2 separate regions of the Sus scrofa genome follow, and region 1 is linked to region 2. A link is a contact called in public promoter capture Hi-C data. All regions are on one chromosome and are shown on one strand. Each heading gives the region's core, a stretch centred on a gene start, on an enhancer-like site or on the middle of the called end of the contact. The rest is flanking DNA. Distances are from core to core; before and after follow the strand shown.

The links. Promoter capture Hi-C pulls out the DNA fragments that hold promoters and counts their contacts.
Region 1: a contact with region 2 is called in a promoter capture Hi-C map of fetal liver, with 2.7 times the contacts expected there. The contact joins the promoter of RAB11A here to the promoter of INTS14 in region 2. A contact is called at or near these places in 2 of 5 promoter capture datasets (fetal liver and liver), 2 of 47 Hi-C or Micro-C datasets (epiblast stem cells and heart right ventricle) and 1 of 2 datasets of contacts at active chromatin or transcription factors (alveolar macrophages).

Annotation. Positions count from the first base shown.
Region 1 is chr1:163,855,971-163,860,032 of Sscrofa11.1, reverse strand. RAB11A (RAB11A, member RAS oncogene family) reads right to left here and starts at 1,779. Exons shown (of 5, transcript NM_001031788.1): 1 at 1,740-1,779. The coding sequence starts at 1,779. It overlaps TRNAQ-CUG (a tRNA gene), which reads left to right and starts at 2,246; the gene lies at 2,246-2,317.
Region 2 is chr1:163,600,923-163,605,088 of Sscrofa11.1, reverse strand. INTS14 (von Willebrand factor A domain-containing protein 9) reads left to right here and starts at 1,904. Exons shown (of 12, transcript XM_005659853.3): 1 at 1,904-2,294. SLC24A1 (sodium/potassium/calcium exchanger 1) reads right to left here and starts at 1,866. Exons shown (of 9, transcript XM_021100202.1): 1 at 423-1,866.

The sequences.
Region 1 (4,062 bases), core at 530-3,029, 260 kb before region 2:
TACAAATGAATCCATGTTCCCTTTCTGTATCTGTAAAAATGACTTTCCACTATGTGGGAGGTGGGGGTAGGAGTGCATAGTGAAGGTACTCACCCTATATAAAACTTGAGAAGACTAAGTGCTTATAAAGGTATATCATCAGCTATAATGCCAAGATTCGCAAAGTACTGGTAAAGCAATGTTTCTCGCTTTGTTTAGTCAACCATTCTCAGCACCCAGTGGCAAAGTCAGACACAGTCACCAAGCTTAACATTCTTTTTTAACTCCACCCTCCACTGTAAAGCTTTAATAGCAATGGCTTCTTCCTCCCTGGTAATGATCTTTGTTCAGCATACTACTGATGGCTGCCCTCCTAATTCAGGAGCAGAGAAAGAGCATCAGAGAGAGCGCATTCACTGAACAAAAAAAGCATTTACTGTACTTTTCTCTCTGAAAACTGTACCTTTTATCTTTGTTGATTAAAAAAAAAAACAAACTATTTGGATTCTTTCTGGACTAGCCAATAAGCAATTTTTCTTCACTCCACCCTCCAATGTTTTGTCCAAGGGCACTACATGTTTCCCTATCTTATAAAAAATATTTAATTTGACCAAAGAGCACACAACTTCGCCATGCGCCCCCCTCCCAACTCCCATATTTTGGCAAAGGTATGTGACCAACTAGGACTCTTCCCTTCCTGTTCTAAAAACACCAAAAGGTTGGATCCTCCCAGTGTTGCAGCAGGAAGCAACCAGTCCATAGCGATAAAGCAAGCTAGTATTTGTGCAGCGCACAACCTTTCCTGCTCAGGAACTGGGCCTTCAGGTCTGGCAAGGATAACAGCCGCCACCCATCCGCAACCCCTTGTCGGGAGCAGTGTTAAGAGTTATCCTGGGCTGGTTGCCGCTGGGTAGGGAGGGTAGGAGAAAAAAAGGATGGGTGCAAGTCACATCGGTCTGCCGGTCACTGCGACAAGTACGCGCGTGGGTGATGGGACCATCCCTCTTGCCCTAACCCCCACCACCACCACCACCACCCTCAGGGTCGCACAGGAGACACGGGAGAGCTCCTAAACTAAACTATGTGGGGAGAGGAGGCAGAAAAAGAGTTACCAACCACGGGGGCTGTGCGCGAAGGTTACGGACCTCGAGAGCTGTGGGGCGGGTGGGGGTGGGGCCGCTGGCCCGTTTGGGTTTTAACCAGGGCCTGGCCAAGGAGATGGGAGAACCGGACTAGGAGAGGCGTCTGGCCGTGGGGAGGGGCGTGAGGAGACGCAGAGGAGAGGCTTGCCCAAGGGGAAAGGGAGGTTGATAAGAAAAAGACCTGTAGTGGAAGTGTGCGCCGAAGGAAAGGTGTGGGAGCAAAGAGAAAGGCCTGTCAGAGGGGCTCGGGATGTCTGCTGAGGGGGCGCCCAACCCGAAAAGATGGAAGGTGGGAGGGGCTCCCCTTTGAAGAGGCCGTGGAACCCGGGAAATAAGGAAGGCGATGTGGGAGAAGGCAGTCAGCAGCGAGAAGGGGGCACGGTAGGGACGCTGAGGCTTCCTAAGGCCTCCGGGGAGGTCGCTAAGAGCCAGTGTGGAGCCTAAGTGAGGGGGAAAAAAAGGGACTGAGCTGCGAGACGGCAAAACGAACCGCACTGAGAGGAAGGGCTGAGGAAGGCCAATCTCAGAGCCGGGGCAGCCCGCCGGGCGGGTCCCCCGGGAGTGTCCCAGGCCCCCGAACCGGGACTCGGGGGCCTGTCCGAGAGCCCACAGCCTCACCTTTGAAGAGGTAGTCGTACTCGTCGTCGCGGGTGCCCATGGCCAGGCGGAGGAGCGAAGGGGCGGGAGCAGTAGAGAGACCGGTGGGACCAGGGGGCGTCGCTGCAGGGGTAACCCAAGCGCCGAGCTTCAGCTGCCGGACCGGGTGAAGAACCCCTCCCTGCCGCTACGCCACTTCCGGCAGGCCCCAGCCCCTAAGGGGAAGTACTTCCGGGGAGGCAGTACTCCGCCCCTGAATCCAAGAAGGCGGTAGGCGTGAACCTCGTGGGTCTCAAGTTCTGAGCCACTCCAGAAGGTTCCGAGGAGCTACTGAGCCCCGGCCTGTCGACTGACCGCACTCCCAGCTGCTGCTCACCACACTTCCTGGTCTCCTTTATTCCGCGGGCCGCCAGGCGGAGAAGCCGGGCGCTGGAGAGCACTGCAACACTGATTCCTTTGGTGGAACTGTGGATGGGGGCGGGGTTATCTAAGGATTAGAGAGCCGAAGGCGGCCTCTTGAGCGTGTCGGTTCCATGGTGTAATGGTTAGCACTCTGGACTCTGAATCCAGCGATCCGAGTTCAAATCTCGGTGGAACCTAGGACACTTTTTCCTAGCTATGTTTTTATAATTCATTTACTTATTCACTAGGTGATCGAGGTACAACCATGGTATATCTGTCCTTGAACTAAGTAGAGAGGAAATGACACATGTCTTTGCCTGGGAAAACTTCATATAGTTCCCTCTTAAGTTCTGTGCTGTCACCTAGGTGCTTTCTAAGTAGCCTCTGCGCTTCATTTTTTTAAAATGGGCCTTTGGACTTAAACCTGAATTCCAAAGCTTCCGTGACACCTGATTCCTTTTGCTAGAATCAGAATTCCTTTTGCTAGAATTCCATTTCTCCAGGAATTTCTCAAACCATCTCCAGATGTCATTCAAAGAACCTCGCCCACCCTCCTCCTCAAAATTCATCAAGAACTTCTTGCACCCTATTTGTCATCCCCTAAGCTAAACCTAGTTACATAATTATTTCATTTAACACACAGAGCAAAGGATGGCAATTAACATTTTAGCGGAAATGTGGATGGGGAGCCTCAAGAGATTACCGAAGACCACACAGCAGTACCTCCCTGTATTTTAAGAGAGTTTGTTAGGCTAAAAAGTTTTTCCCCTTTATTGTCAAACCCCACTACCACCTATATGCAATTTAGACTTTGGGGCAAGGGTACCTGTAGTAAGCTGAATAATGGTGCCCCAAAGATGTTCACTTCTCAGTCCCAAGGAACTGTGAATATGTTAGGTTACATGGCAAAGGGGAATTGCGTTCGCAGATGGACTTAAGGTTGCAAATCAACTGACTATAAAATAGGGAGATTATAAAAATCATTAATAAATACATATTAAAAGAAATAAAATAGGGAGATTAGCATGGATTCTTCAGGTGCGCCAAATGTCCTCTCGAGTGTTCTTAAAAGTAGGGTAGACAGAGGAGGTCAGTGATGTCATGTGAGAAGGCCTCAACCAGCCCATGTGGCTTTGAACATGGAGAAAGGGGGCCAGGAGCCTAGGAACATAGAAGCTTATTATAGAAGATGGAAAAGGCAAGGAAATTGATTCTTCCCTAAGGCCCCCCAGAAAAGAACACAGCCCTGCTGACATCTTGATTTTAGCCCAGTGAGACTCATGTCAGACTTTTGACCTACAGAATTACAAAATAATAAATGTGTGTTGCTTTAAGTCGCTAAGTTTGTGGTAATTTGTTTCAGCAGCAATAGAAAACTAATACAGTGCCATTTTCGATGCTTTCTGTGACAGTATAAAGCAACAGAAGGTTTACCTAAGGCCTAGATACTGCCTTGAGCATTATCCATGTTAGAGGAGAACAAAATTACTCAAACAGCTAAACATTATGTGTACTACAGATCACTTATGACACTCCTAGCACAACTCAGGTAGATAGTCAGGATGGATGCAAGAAAAGGGGGAGTATCAGTTACCAGACAGGCCTGAAGGAGAGTTCTGGCAACATGCCACAGTTCAGAGGGGCTGAGATAATTAGGAAGAACTCCCTGGAAGAAGAGGAACTAGCATTGACCCCTGAAGAAAGTAAGGAAACTTATGTGGGGAAATGGAGGAAATTAGATGATAAGAGCATGTTGAGCAAGGCCATTCATGCTCGAGGAAGAATTATGAACTTTTTCCCTTAAGTCATTGTTTCTCAATGGTGTGTCCTGAGAAGGTCAATAGTATTCCTCAAAAGAAGGAACTGCATGTTTCAATAAATTGAGAAGCACTGTACATGGTTTTCCCTACCTTAGAAGGTCCCCTAGCACACTGGTATTTTA
Region 2 (4,166 bases), core at 655-3,154:
TCACTGATTTTGTATTCACTTAACAAACTTTGATTTTTAATGGGATCCTACTATGAATTAAAAAACAAAAACGAAAGGACTTACCAGCTGCCCTAAGTGTTATGGTCCTCTTGGTATTTACACATTTTATGGTCAATCTGCACAAATTCCCTTCACTTTCCTGGTCTGTAATCAGAAGAACTAGGTAACCAAGACCTAATCACCCATCAGCAAACTAATAAACTTAATCTGTAGAACTGGGTAAGGTAATGAATCTTAATGGAACTAAGCTGGAACTACCAGGAGAACCGTGACCACAGGGCTGAGTCATCACATTAGGGATAGCTCAACAACTCCTTTCCCCACATATTCTTGGCCGCATCCCTCCATGAGGGAAAGACTTAAAAATGAGAACTAAGTAATTAGGTTGCAGCTTTACCTACCTAGATCCCTTTGCCTGCTCATGCATAACAAGGTCTTGAGATGGTGAGACCAGCCAAGTTGAGAAGTTGGTTTTTTTTTCTTGTATCTTCTGTCTTTCTAGGGTCACACCCATGGCATATAGAGGTTCCCAAGCTAGGGGTCCTCAGAGCTGTAGCCACCAGCCTACACCACAGCCACCCACAGCAGCAATGTGGGATCCGAGCCGGGACTGCCACCTACACCACAGCTCATGGCAGCCCAGATCCTTAACCCACTGAGCAAGGCCAGGGATCGAACCCACAACCTCAAGGTTCCTAGTCGGATTTGTTTCCGCTGCACCATGACGAGAATTCCAAGTTGAGAAGTTCTGAAGCAAACAGGGCAGTCTGCCAGGCCCTGGGCTCTGATGCTTGCAGGGACATTCCCAGGGACTGATGTGCCTTCCTCTGCCACCTGATACAAGGATGTGACAGGAAAGAACTACAAGGAACTGGAGCCCACGCTCTTCCACAGAACAAGCTGTGAAAAGTCAGACAGCCTCAGTTTCATGATTCAAAGCATCCTCCCTGCTTAACTGGCCCCCTACCTCACCTCAACCCACTAACCAAAAGAAATTGTCAAAGGCATAAGGCTTCTAGAGGCCTGTTTCCACTAGTAATCTAGGTGGTACAACATTGTTCTCTGAACCACAACCACCCAGGGGGCCTGCTGGCATCCATTTAGGCCTACCTCTAGCTGGCATTTCCTGGCTCCCTATGAGGATATAAAGAAAGGTATAAAGAAAGTCACCGCCTGTGCCCGCAAAGCCCTCGATGAGGCACAGGCTGCTATGGGGACACCAGGTGGCCAAAGGAGGGGTAGGCAAGGGCCGAAGATGCCCTTGGAAAGCCTGAGTGCAAATCTCTTAGCAGGGCCAGGGCAGGGGAATGGACTCAACCCTCTCTCTGCTCCCCTCAAGCATGGGGGATAAAGTGAGCATCTGGACTGAGGAGATCAAGAGTTAAAAGTTTTAACGCGGAAACTGGCTCAGGTCAGCTATGAGAGATACACAGTATGCTTAATATGAGCCCTCCTCAGGCACGAATTCATTTAAAAAGCGCAGGAAGAGGATTCTGTCAACTGTTTCGGAGGTGATACGAGTGTGGGGTTTGAAGAGGGACGGGGAAGAGGGGCAAATATCAGTGAGGGTTAGGCTGGTGCACCAAGGGGCCCAGGTGAGTGAGGAGAGAGTAGGAAGGGTTCCCAGGACAGGTGAAGCCCAAGGGTCAACGGGTGGGAAGGAGGCCAGGTAAATGGGGAAAAGCCGGAGAGGGGGGAGGGAGGGAAGAGGCAGAGACAGAGGTGGAGTTGGAGACTTGCGGGGAGCGAGTTCGTCACTGTCGTCACGGATAAAATGTTAGGAAGAAAGGCGTTGAGCAAGACGGGCCCGGAAGCTTCGCCGCGGAGTCAGTGCCCGCCCACGAAATTCTTAAAGCCCCGCCCCTAGCGCCTTGCGCATCCCGGGCGCAGAGTTCCTTTTGTCCGGCGGACCTATAGTTCCGGCCTCGGCGCTCCGGCGGAAAGTTTTGAGGACGGACTGTGCGGTTGATGGGGCACGGGGTGAGGGAGGGAGGCCGGAGTCTCTAGCTTGTCTTTGATTGCTTGTTGGGGTTGCAGGAGAAGGGGTCGGCGGCGGAGGATTACTCGGGGTCAAAGCCCGGCCTTCCCGCCGCCACGGCGGCCTCGGGCAGTCTCTGCGGCGCCAGTTCCGGGGTGCTGGCCTCCCCTCGCTTTGCCTCGCGGGATCATCGCTCCTCATTAGCATCACGATTTCGGCCCCCTGCCCAGGCCCCCTTCGCCACCTCTTCCCATTAGAGACTTCCAGATCTCAAAATTTTGGGGCTCACTTTAAGGTAAAACTAAATCCCCAGGCAGATGAGATCCAAATGCAGAAGTTCTGTATTTCCAGGTTAGCAGATAAAGTTGTAATTGAGAACGCGGGAGGGATTCCTCTGGGCGAGGGATGTCAGGTCAACAAGGCAACTTAAGAGTTGGTGAGCAGTTCTCGAGAAATTCGAGTAGAATCACGCTTTGTGAGGAAAACTGCTCAGAATCAGTTCTTTATGAATGAGCTAATTGGCTTCTTCCGGGAAGAATTATAAATGTGTAGGTGATGGAGATGGCCAAGTCAAGGGGCTGAGATATATTCTCAGGAGTACACTGTTCTTGAGGGGAAAAAAAACCGCACTGGTTGTCTTAAGCATTGTATGTAAACAGTACTTATGGAAAAGGGGTGGGGGTGGGGTGGAGGATTTAAGGAAAAAAGAAATTACATGGTGTTTTCACAAAATTGCTGGACTGTGTGGGCAAGGTTTTTGTTTGTTTTTAAATCAGGCCTAGGCTGCTTAAGTGAACTATCCTTCTAGAACATTCACTTCCATCTTTTACTTCTGCTTACAACCTAAGTTCTAAATTGGTTTCCTATGACTTTCCCATTGTTAAGGAGGTGTTTTTGCTGGCAGACACAAATACATCAGTCAGAAGAAGGAGCCAGATCCCAGAAGGGAAGTCTGCCAGTTAGAGTCTCCCATTCCAGTGTTACAGCAGATTGCATGAACTGGAAATGCTCTCTTGTATATGATCTAAATCTGTGTATCCTGTATCCCTTTCTCCTAAGAGGAGAGGCCAGTACTTCCTATCCCCCACTTTCAGTAACATAAAGGCCTCAGTGCATGAATGGGAATACTGTAGGAGCTGGATACACTGTACCTGAGCAGAATGCATAGGAGTCCCTGATATCTCTGCCTGAATGAGGAGAGGAGGAAGTATGTTTCTGGTGTCCTGAGTTAAAATTTATCATGTGTTTTGCTAAAGACTTAATGTTATATCGGTGCTTGGGGTAGTTCACTAGTCATTGTCAAGTATTTGTCAAGAGTGTGCTATGCACCAATTGCTGCGATAGGTTCTGAGGAGACCTTTGTGGGCAAAATTCCACACTGTCCCCGGGCTTCACGAGCTCATGGTCTAATGTAATGTAGCTTGAACCAGTATTGCACAAGACCTCATTTCTTGAACAACGCAGCTGAGACCCAGAAAGGACCTGGAAAGACTGAGTAGGTGAAATTGTATCAAGTTGATATGCCTAAACTCATGCTTTTGGTACCACAAGAAACCCACAGGCTCTCAGAGGCTGTTAACTTTGACTTTGGACACAGTTTTTATCAATTTTTATCAAGCTGGATTACTTGGCTCTCCAGCTCACAGTAGCCAAGAATCAGCAAATTGGAAAGAGGATGATTACAAAGAATTACTGTGGAATATAAGAATTACTGTGGAATACAAACTGATGGTCCAAAAATTAGTTATAAAGAGGCACCAAAACAGAGTACAACAACCTGGATCCCTTGAGTACAAAGCACTGTTTCCATGTAGTTTTTTGTTTGTTTGTTTGTTGGGGTTTTTTTGTCTTTTGTCTTTTTTTTTTTAGGGCCACATCCAAGGCATATAGAGGTTCCCAGCCAAGGGGTCGAATTGAAGCTGTAGCTGCCGGCCTACACCACAGCCACAGCAACTCGGGATCCAAGCTGCATCTGGGACCTACACCACAGCTCACGGCAATGTCAGATCCTTAACCCACTGAGCAAAGCCAGAGATCGAACCCACGTCCTCATAGATACTAGTGGGGTTCGTTAACCACTGATCCGTGATGGGAACTCCCAGGTGTGTTCTATATAGTACTTGTTCCATGGACCTTAACCAGTAATGTAGAGAAGAGTTAAATGTGA